Linked DNA regions of Ovis aries: region 2 is linked to region 1. The links are chromatin contacts, called in public Hi-C maps. All regions are on one chromosome and are shown on one strand. Each heading gives the region's core, a stretch centred on a gene start, on an enhancer-like site or on the middle of the called end of the contact. The rest is flanking DNA. Distances are from core to core; before and after follow the strand shown. Region 1 overlaps LOC132660157 (a long non-coding RNA gene). Region 2 has its middle 17 kb from the start of TRNAS-GGA.

Region 1 (5,547 bases), core at 2,138-4,637:
ATGATTCTTTAGGATTTGGTGGGAAAGCTGAGCAAGAAACAGTAGAATGACTGCTAACGGCTAAAAGGTCTCCAAAAACTAAGATCTTGGCATCCAGTCCCATCACTTCATGGCAAATAGATGAGCAAGAAGTAGAAACAGTGACAGGTTTTATTTTAGCCTCCAAAATCACTGTGGATGGGGACTATAGCCATAAAATTAAAGGATACTAGCTCCTTGGAAGAAAAGCTATGACAAACCTGGATAGCATATTAAAAAGCAGAAACATCACTTTGTCAATATAGGTTCATATAGTCAAAGCTTTGGTTTTTCCAGTAGTCAGGTACTGATGTGAGATTCGGACCATGAGGAAGGCTGAATTCCAAAGACTTGATGCTTTTGAACTGTGGTGTTGGAGAAGACTCTTGATAGAGTCCCTTGGACAGCAAGGAGATCAAACCAGTCAGTCCTAAAGGAAATCAGTCCTGAAGATTCATCAGAAGGACTGATGCTGGAGCTCCAATACTTTGATCATCTGATACAAAGAGCCAACTTACTGGAAAACATCCTGATGTTGGGAAAGTTTGAGGGCAGGAGGAGAAGGGGGCAGCAGAGGATGAGATGCTTAGATAGCATCATTGACTCAATGGACTTGAATTTGAGCAAACTCTGGGAGATAGTAAAGGACAGAAGAGCCTGGCATGCTGCATTCCACGGGGTCACAGAGTCAGAGGACTTTGCAACTGAACAATACCAACACCGTGCAATGATATGAATGAATCTCATTAACATCCTCTTGGGTAAAATAAACTGGACACAAGAAATACATATGTATTTATGTATATACCATATATATATTATACATATATTTACTCAAAACTGATAGATCTAGTCTGTGGAGGTGGAAGCTGGGATAAAGGTTGTCCTTGAGGAGGAGAGGAATTGAAAGATGAGTTGAAGGAGGCTTTTAAGGTGCTAGTAATGTTTGCTTTCTTGCTCTGGGTAGAGATCACAGGAAAGTGTGTTCCACTTACAATTTTTATTATCTTTCAATAAAACAATGTGTGTTCTGGACCTATGTTACCCCTCAATAAAACAATTACTTGAGGGGAAAAAAAGAAATTTACCCAACATCAGTAATTATCAAGGAAATGGAAATCAAAACCACAATGAGGTATCACCTAATACCTGTTAGAATGGCTATCATTAAAAAAAAAATAACAGAGATAAGTATTGGCTGCTGCTAAGTCACTTCAGTTGTGTCCGACTCTGTGCAACCCCATAGATGGCAGCCTACCAGGCTCCTCCGTCCATGGGATTTTCCAGGCAAGTACTGGCAAGGCAAGGTGTGGAAAAAAAGGGAACCCCTGGGCTTTTTGGTGGGAATGCAAATTGATACATCAAAAACCCCCATAAAATTAGTGGAGTTTCTAAAAAAATGAAATTAAAAATAGATCTACCAAATGATCCAACAATTCCACTCTTGGGTATGTATCCAAAGGAATTGAGATCAGGATTTCATAGCGATCTCTGCACTCCACGTTCAACACAGCCTTATACACAGTAGTCAAGATACGGAAACAGCCTAAGTGTCCGTCAACCAATGAACAGAGGAAGAAGACCTGGAATGGAATATGACTCAGCCATGAGATACAAGGAAATCCCGCCATTTACAGTGATGTGGATGGACCTTACTCTAAATGAGATAAGTCAGGCAGAGAAAAACAAATACTGTATGATCTCACTTGTATGTGAAATCTATAAAACCCAAACTCAGGGAAACAGTAGAGTAGAGGTCACAAGAAACTTTGGGAGAAGAAATGAGATATTGGCCAAAGGGTACAAACTTCTAGTTATAAAATTCACGAGTTCTGAGAGCCTGATATACAGTATTTATAGCTAATAATACTATAGTATATAATTGAATGTTGCTCAGAGTAAATTTTAAGTGTTCTCACACAAAACAGAAATGGTCATTATGGGACAGCAAGGAAGGCTTATTTAATGCTATGGTAGAATCATTTTACTATATATAGCTTTGTCAAATCAACATTTTGTACACAAATTTATACAATGTTATATGTCAATTCAGTTCAGTCGCTCAGTCATGTCCAACCGACTCTGTGACCCCATGGATTGCAGCACACGAGGCTTCCCTGTCCATCGCCAGCACCCAGAGTTTGCTCAAACTTATGTCCATCGAGTCAGTAATGACATCCAACCATCTCATCCTCTGTCGTCCCCTTCTCCTCCTGTCTTAGGTCAATTACATCTCCATAAAACATGGGAGAAAAAGAAATCACAAGAAGACTTTTTTTCCTCTGTCAGAAAATAGGTCAGACCAGCTGAAATGTATTTTTATTTTTTCTATTTCGGTTTTTAAATTGAAAGAAAATATAGGCTTTTCTCACATTAAAACATATAGGCCTTCTGAATATTTTGTGGGTTTAAAAAAAATTATGTAACTAATGCCAGCTTAATACCGGGGAAAAAACTAGAATAGTAGAAAAAGATAATAAGAACCATTCATGAAACACTGCCATTTACATTATGGAGTCCTGTGTTCATATTAGCCATGCTCACACAGTTAATATTTTAGGATCAGTGAACTTTATATTATCAGCCTATGAGTTTTATTTTAGCAGCAAGTCCATATTTGCTTCTTACAAATTAAGACCTTTTATTCTCTTACTACGACAAATTCAACTGGGAAATTCAAAATAAAAAAATGTCAAGTTATGGTAAACAAAAGTTAATCCATATGAGGAAATTCCACCTTACGTTTTCCCCTTTTTTTTGCCATACCCCAAGTAGCATGTGGGATCTTAGCTCCCCCACCACAGATCAGACGCACACCCTCTGCGGTGGAAGCTTGGCGTCTTAACCACTGCACCGCCAGGGAATTTCCTTCTTCATTTTTATACATTTGCCTACTCTCTAGTCATGAGAGAACTCTGACTCTTTATTAAAGGCTTTTACTATCGTTAAAACTCCCTTTGCCTATAATTCATTCTGCAAGGTGGGGCTGACTTTTGTAATGTTTAAATAAACAGCCAAGGAATATAATCCATTGTCTAGATTTTTAAGCTCCTGTGAGTTTGGCAGCTGTTCCTATTGAGTAACTGAGTGAAGGGTCACAGTGGACAGGGTAACACCACCCTCCCCTCCCCTTTCAGAGGCAGTACATCCACTTCCTCAGTTCTAGATGTCAGACATTCCAAATGCAATGAAACCACTGGGTTATTTTGGGAGCCACATTTAATGGTCACTTGCCCTTCGTTTAAAGGAAAAGGTGCCCCAGCAAGGTGAGGGCTGATGCAATTTCAATTGCTCTCTAAGGATGTGGCTTCAACCAGACAGGATGTCAGATCTGGCACCTTTGTTTGGAGGGGAGAGGTGGTAGGGACCTCACCCTAGCCTGGCATCCGTGAGAGATGTGCTACTTTGCTTTTCTCCCTTGGGGAGCACAATGAAAGAAGATACGCTTGGGACATACCAGCTTCCTCGAGGGCAGCTGTGGGGAAGGAAGTCTTGACTTCCTTTGCAATCACAGTCCAGGATCCCGGATATTCTTAATCTCTAATCTGGTCTGAGATGAAACAAATCTTTCCCAGAACATTTATTTGAATGCTTGTCATCACTGGTCAGTTGTTGTTTTGTTTTTTTTTTTCCATTCTTGCTTCTACTCAATGGAAAACCCCAGCATCATCCTTTTCCTGTCAAGTGCTTTGCAAAGATTACAGGCAGGAAATTTAAAATGAGAGTGACCATTTAATCTACAGATTTGAGAGCTATGATAAAAGAATACAGGGCCTACACATGTAGAGTCATTGTAACATCTATCAATCTTTTTATAATTCATACTCCTGCTCAGAGGCCAGGTCATCTTGTAGAGAGCTTAGAATTTGTCTAAAGAGAGTTTCATCCCCACAAATGAACAGTGGGTGACACATAGTCTCGGGTTTATGTGTGTTTTAAGATATTTTAAATTATACTGATTAGTACATCAATGTGTTTTAGCTCAGTTGGGAAAGAACCCACCTGCAACGCAGGAGACCCTGGTTTGATTCCTGGATCAGGAAGATCATCTGGAGAAGGGATAGGCTACTCACTCCAGTATTCTTGGGTTTCCCTTGTGGTTCAGCTGGTAAAGAATCCACCTGCAATGTGGGAGACCTGGGTTCAATCCCTGGGTTGGGAAGATCCCCTGGAGAAGGAAAAGGCTACCCACTCCAGTATTCTGGCCTAGAGAATTCTGTGGACTGTATAGTCCATGGGGTCACAAAGAGTCAGACACCATTGAGTGACTTTCACTTTCACTTTTCACTTCATACTCCTAGGGAGCAAGGAATCTCTTCTCTGTGATGTTCCAGATTGTACTGTCTCATAAAATATAAAATATTGTTATTGTCATTATACTGATAGCAATTTGGTGTCATTATAATTACTACTGAGCCATACTGCTATTTATTCTTGCTCCTGTGTGTGCTTTCTTTGAATAGATAGACCTTTATAACTAGATCCTTGTCTGGTACTTGATATGGGGTTTCTGTGTGAAGAGAGTGGGAGACAGTTCATTTTAGAATTTTAGAACTTGAATTAAATAGTAAAACTGAGCCTTGGAGGGTTTAGTGGCGTCCTTTGTGGTCACATAGCTAGTTAGGGGTAGAACAGGAACACATCTAATTCCCAGGTTAATGATCTTCTGGAACCTCTTGGTACCTTGCCAAGTAATAGATAGGTGCAATTTGTTTTATTTGATAGTCATCAGGTAAGTTTGGCTGTGACATTTTCAAGTATCTCCAATTATAATGACACTAAAGATCTTGATCATGTCATAAATAAGGATAATATGATTGTTCCTTTATCTACCACCTCATTCTCTAATTTTCATACTTGCCTTCAATTTCAAGTGGCTTCAAACCATATTGGGCACAAGTTTAAAGGTTTGAGTAGATCATAATCCACGTTTTTGAGTTCTATGAATCTGAGGCCAAACTTAGAGACTGACAAAACTCAATGTCATTCATACTTCGTTTAAAACCTGTTGGGAAAAAAAGCAATTTCATACAATGTCCATAATGCATGCAGTTCAAATTTATTTTAGGGAAATAATGAGATGTGCACAAAGATTTATATATAACAGAGATGTGTATTTCAGCATTACTCATAATAACAAGCCGTAAACACAAATTAATTTTTCTTTTATACTAACTTTGTTTGCTCTCTTTCATTGAATTCAGTGTTTTTTTTCCCCATTCCCCCCCTCCCCATCTTAGAAGAAAAAATCAAGAATTTGTTAACAGTAATTACCTTTAGAAAGAAAGACTTACCGAGTGGGAAGAAAAGCTTTCACTTTTCATTTTGTACTTTTTTTAAATTTTGTTAGATATTTCTGTCCATATAAATGAACTGCTTTATTTTTTTATTTTCTTTGAAAATGTCAACAGGTATTTCCTAGGCAGGAAGATAATGGCAATTTTTGTTTCCCTTCTTTGAATTTCTCGGTGCTAAAAAAGTAATAAATTATGTTATCTTAAGAAATTAATGAAAAAAAAAGAAATTAAT
Region 2 (5,547 bases), core at 895-3,394, 410 kb before region 1:
CAAATCCTAGTTTCTTGAAGATGGAGTTACAAAAGGCCAAAGTGCTTTGACCACTGTTGAACATGGGGAGCAAGAAGGGACAACGTGGGTCCAAACTTGTGAGGAGAAGGCCCAGATGTGGTAACCGTGGGAGGTGTTGACTTAAAGGGGAAAGAAAACTTTGCAGAAAGTTTTGCAGGGTGAGTCAATGTTGTTGAAAGGCTGTAGGGGGAGCCAGAAGAACGTAAGCATCCGTGGGCAGCTCTAGGGAGTAACTCAAGCTGTGGGGAACTTTCAGGAAGTTTCGAAACACAATGTCCCTGGAGACATGTGTGGCACTTCACCTATAAAAACCAATCATCATACCTTTCTCCCACAATTATTAGAAAGATCGAGTGTTACTACCTAGGTGAAACTAAGACAAAGGAGTTGTTTGGGGAAGAAAACAAAAGACTGCCAGAAGCCAGGACAACCAAACGGCACTGGGTTAGGTGTTCTGAGCCAGTTTCTGGCAGTGTAGTGCATGGAGTGCGGGGAGTCAGAGAACTCTGGTCTCAGGCCTATCTCCACCAGAGTGGGGCTGTGTGGCTTCAGGCAGGTCACTGCTCCTCTCTGGGCATCAGTTTCCACATCTGTAAAATGGGCATAATACCTCACTCAATTGCTGTGATGATGAAAGGAGAGAAACATGTTGGTGTATCCGGCGTCCATGAAGCCCAGCACTCGGCAGGGCTCAGGGAGTGAAGGTGACTGGAATAGGAAGGTCAGTCAGCCTCCCAGCGTCACCATGAGGAGGCTAAGAGGAGCACAGGCTTCAGGAGGTTCTGAGGTGGCAGAGTGGCTAGAATCTGGGTTGCACTGGTGAAACTCAGCCTACTGAGGAGGGCTTTGCCTGGGGGTGGGACCTCAAAAACCACAGGGGCACCTGGGCAGCAATGCTGAGCATTTGGCCTTGGACTCAAGTCCTGGTTGTATTGGCCGCAAACCAGGGGATCCTAGTCGGGTGTCTATTTCTCTGCCCCTCACTTTCCTCTTCTGGAAAGTGGGGATACTATGCCCGCATCACAGAGTTCAAAGTGTGGGTGGCTGGGTCCAAGGTTAGCACGTTCCCAGCAGCCTGTGCCCATGTCCGCCTTTGCCCCTCAACTCCCCCCATCTGGAGGACTTAGGGGAAGCAGAAATCTGAGAGGAGGGGAGAAGGCAGAAGCCCTGCATGACCAGACCCAGAGAGGGGAAGGAACCCCTGCAAAGTCTCCCGGCACATTAGAGGTAAGCCCCGGTGCTTCCTGGAGGGGGTGGCCTTCTGAGAGCAAAATGCCTCCCTGAACTTTCAAGGAGTTTTGATGTCTGAATCTGTGTGCCTGTCTGTCTCTCACCCTGTGACTTCCCGGCACTTCCCTCACATTCACCAGGGGTGCCCGCCTTTCCTCAGTTTGTGGGGAGTGACCATCTGTGAGGGCCTTGGGAACCTCAGTTGCAGACGCAGCACTGTCCTGTTCTCAAGAGATCAGAGAGAGGAGAGTAGAGGCTTCGGGCTGCTGTGAGGTCTGGGGAGAAGGCAGGAACTTCCAAAAGGGAGTCCATGCCAGCGTCCCCCAGGCCCCAGCATGAGGAGCATTGCTCTAGGAATGCACGCAGACGGGAGGGCAGGAGACAGGAGGCCTGAGGAGGAAACCACGAGAAGGCCTTGGAGAGATGGTCCTACGACCAGGGAACTGACTGCTGAGCCATGGGTTTCATGAGGTCAGGGGCCTCCTCTCTCTTAATAGCTTGAGGTCTAGGGGCAAATTCCTGGTAGTTCCTGCTTCAAAATATACCCAGGCCTTATCTTTCAGTGATATATACTGACATATTTATGGATGAAATAACATGATATCTGGGATTTGTTTCAAAATAATCCAGTTGTCAAGAGGGGTGAAAGGTCTGTATGAAACAAAATTGGCTGTGAGCTGATGATGGTTAAAGTGGGTGATGGGGCCATGGGAGCTCCTTGCATAATCCTTGCTACTTCTCCGTGTGTTTGACATTTTCCGTAACAAAAAGCTCCTACATCCAGAATCAGCCATTTCTCTCTAGCTCCAAAATCACTGCCCCGCATGGATGCAATCTCCTCACAGGCCAGCCTGCTTCGGTCAGGCCCCTCCAGCCTATTCTCAGCACCACCAGCAGAGGGAGCCTGTTACAACGTGAGGTCCCTGCTCAAACCCTCCTGTGGCCCCATCTCACTCAGAGTCCACACTCCATCTCCCAGCTGCTGCCTCTCCGGCTCCTCTCCAGCCACACTGGCCTCTCTTCAGCCTCCCACAGTCTCCTTCATGACCCTGAGGGCCCTATGTGCCGAGGGAGATTGGAGGGAAGGTCTGATTTAACCAGACTTCAGAGAGGATCCTAGGTGGCACCGTGGTGAAGAATCTGCCTGCCGATGCAGGAGACGTAGGTTGGATCCCTGGGTTGGGAAGACCCTCTGGAAGAGGAAATGGCAGCCCGCTCTATTATTCTTGCCTGGGAAATTCCATGGACAGAGAAGCCTGGTGGGCTACAGTCAGTCCATGGGGTTACAAAGAGTCAGGCGCAACTGACCACAGGGCCCAGTACATGCAGGCATGCAGACAGCATTCACCCGTGACACTCACACATCGTAAAACTGCACAGGACACAATTATACATTTTTAAAAAGTATTTGTTGTTATCTGAAATTCAAATCCAACTGGGCATCCCGTATTATATCAGGCAACCCTATCTGTAACAGACTGACAGCTAGTCCTACCAAGAGAAGCACGTTGTCATCTTAACGTCTCCAACGCTCAGCACACAAAGGTGCCCCCTCCTAGCAGACAGTTGCAGCAAAGCACCCTCTGGGCTGATGCAGCTCATGCCCAGTTGCAAGGTTTCAGGTCCATTTACTTCAGTGGCAAGGTGTCCTTTTGCAGTGCACAGCCTGCCCAACCATACATGGCAGCCCTGCAGGAAGCCAGAGAAACAGGTGCTTCCAGAAGGAAAGCAATTGAAACTGGCCTCCCAGCAATTTCGCTCCCCCAAAATGGGTAGGGACCAGGAGGAAGTGACGATGCCAAGGCCTATTCTGGCAGCCCCCTCTGAGCGCTTTTGGATTCGAGCCCATCTGGGATGGATCTGAACTCTTGTCTTGCCCCATGGTGGTGGGTAGAGGAGGGCCCAATGCCAGACGCCAGCTGCCCCCATGGCTGGAGGGTGCCCACTTGGAACCATTCCAAGTAAACATTTGACCAGCTCAGCCCCGGCCATCATCCCACACCAACACTTGGCCCTTGTTCCTGGACAGGCCGCCCTGTGTCCTGTCCTTTGTGGCTGACATTTTCAGCTGAGCCATGCAGGGGCTGGGGTGACCTGGTGCCCCATCCCCATTCTGCACACAGGCTCCAGGGAGGTGGTCCCTGCGGCAGTGGGGACTTGGCGGAGGAGTCCCAGCAGACGGGCCGTCGCCAGGCCAGGCCAGCCACCCCCCTGAATACCCCACGTGGGCCCCAGGGCTGTACAGTCCACGGTCTAACAGTGGAGCCATGGGGCCGCCAGCTGACTTGGCTGCTTTGTTCCAGCCCTGGAGTGGTCTGAGGGTGGCTGAGGACCGTGGCTCTTTCTCTGCTGAGAAGCCACAGATAACGCCGGCGACAGAGCCTGATAAAGCGTCTGTCAGAGGCTCCCTCCCAGACAGGCCCTGCTGTTCCCGCCAGCCCCAAGGGCCCCTGCAGCCCAAGCCTGTCTCCAGAGGTCCACCCCTCCCTGGGATCTCAGCTTTTCTCTTCCAGAGGCTGAAGAACAGGCTAGCAGACCTCTCCCCACCCATATCTTCAGTCTGGCTCTCAGAAGTTCCTGAGGCCTCTGGGCCCAAGAGCAGAATAAACCAATCCTCTGATTTACTCTCATAAAGAGAATGTCAAGGCATGTGCCTCTCTCGGTGGAATTCCAGACTGTGACTCCTGGGAGTCAGGGGCATGGTGGAGTGGAGGGCCTGGAATCTCTTCCTAGAGCCTCTCAAATGACATCCCAAGTCACCTCTTTCAATATCACAACACACCACTCTATGCTGGGGTCTAGGGCGACACAGGAAGAAATAAGACACGACCACAGAAGCTTCCAGGGAGAGGGTGCTGGGAGAGCTACCCCAGCCAGACCTGACCCAGGCCGGCACCCCGGTCTACAGAGGGGCCTGGCCTGCAGTAGGGGGTGTGTGAGTGGTCCTAGCCAGCCCTGGGCTCCCCTGGGTGAGATTCAGTGCCCAAGGGCTGGAGAACTGAGACCATAAGTCTTGGATCTGGTGGAGGAGACACGGGCCCTGCCCTGGGCATCAGAAGACACCATAACCAAGCCCCTGCGAACAGGCTTCTCTGAAGGCGGCCCTCGCCTCGTCCTGAGTCTGGCAGGTGAGCAGGTACAGGCTGCAAGCACTGTCAGAGAAGAGGCCCCCGCAGGAGGGGCCCTGCTCCAGCACGGGGACACTGGGCTCCCAGTTTAACTGAGGAGAGTGTGGGGTTCTGGGCGGGGCTACCTGCCCATGCTGAATAAGGCCCTTACACATGGTAGACTGTGGAAGCTGGAGACCCCAGGCTGGAAGCCAGTCTCTGCTCTGCTCCTCCTCTCTGAGTGACCCAGGGCAGGCCTTTGGCTCTCTCTAAGGGGTGGGCTACAGGTCCTCCAGGGCCTCCCAGGGAGAGGAGTCCCAAGGGAGAGTCCCTGTCCAAGGGCCAGCGTGCCCAGAGGGAGAGGCCTGGGCTGTCTCCACTCCCCCAGCGGAGGACTGCCTTTCCCGTTTTGCCTGCTTGGAGTGCAGTGGAGGGTGGGAACCCAGGTTTCCTGCATCTTGGACCAAGGCGCTGCCTTTTCTGGATGCAGGGACCTCCCCTGCCCCGGCCCCAACAGCTTCACAGGGGCCTCTGGCTCATAAAGGAAGGACCCAAGTTTCGGGGTGTTAGGATTGGAAGAGAGTCCTCCTGCCCTTCTCCACCTACAGCAGCTCCCTCTGAAACCCCTGCAACCACACAGGCTCAGCCCAGGTGACCCTCTACGCGCGCGCGCGCACACACACACACACACACACCTTCCCTGCATCACCCCCTCCCTATACACACACACATACACACCCTCCCTGCATCACCCCCTTCCCCCCCACACACCTTCCATGAATCATCCCCTCCCTACACTCAGACACACACACACACACCTTCCCTGCATTACCCCCTCCCCCCCCACACACACCTTCCCTGCATCACCCCCTCCCTATACACACACACTCACACCCCTGTGCACCAGAACAAGCCCTTCCCTCCCTGGCATCGACATGCCTGCTATGGCAGTCTTTCCTCATGCGTTCATTTATTCTTCCCTCAAACGTCTACTGTCTCATGTGTGTGCCAGGCACTGGGGCCCAGCAGTGAACGAGACAGCCCTAGCTCTTGTCCTGGAAGAGCTTAGAGAGCTGAAGGGCTGGGTTCACCCTCCAAAGTACCTGGCAAAGAAGCCCCTGTCATGTCGGGTATTTCCCTGGTTACAACTATGGCTGCCCTCCTTCTTCAGATCAAGGGGAACACAACC

What was found. Hi-C and Micro-C count contacts between places; a contact is called where the count stands out from the background.
Region 2: a contact with region 1 is called in a Hi-C map of tail adipose tissue, with 6 times the contacts expected there. The contact joins two enhancer-like sites. A contact is called at or near these places in 4 of 16 Hi-C or Micro-C datasets (omental adipose tissue, skin fibroblasts and tail adipose tissue).

The regions. Positions count from the first base shown.
Region 1 is chr7:13,241,386-13,246,932 of ARS-UI_Ramb_v3.0, reverse strand. The region is part of intron 1 of LOC132660157 (a long non-coding RNA gene); the gene reads left to right. Among named protein-coding and RNA genes, the nearest start is that of MAP2K1, 4.1 kb to the left of the region's middle. Within about 2 kb of position 3,387, at least 12 of the 54 cell types and tissues checked have an H3K27ac peak or open chromatin away from gene starts, as enhancers often do.
Region 2 is chr7:13,648,563-13,654,109 of ARS-UI_Ramb_v3.0, reverse strand. No RefSeq gene overlaps it. Among named protein-coding and RNA genes, the nearest start is that of TRNAS-GGA, 17 kb to the left of the region's middle. Within about 2 kb of position 2,144, at least 7 of the 54 cell types and tissues checked have an H3K27ac peak or open chromatin away from gene starts, as enhancers often do.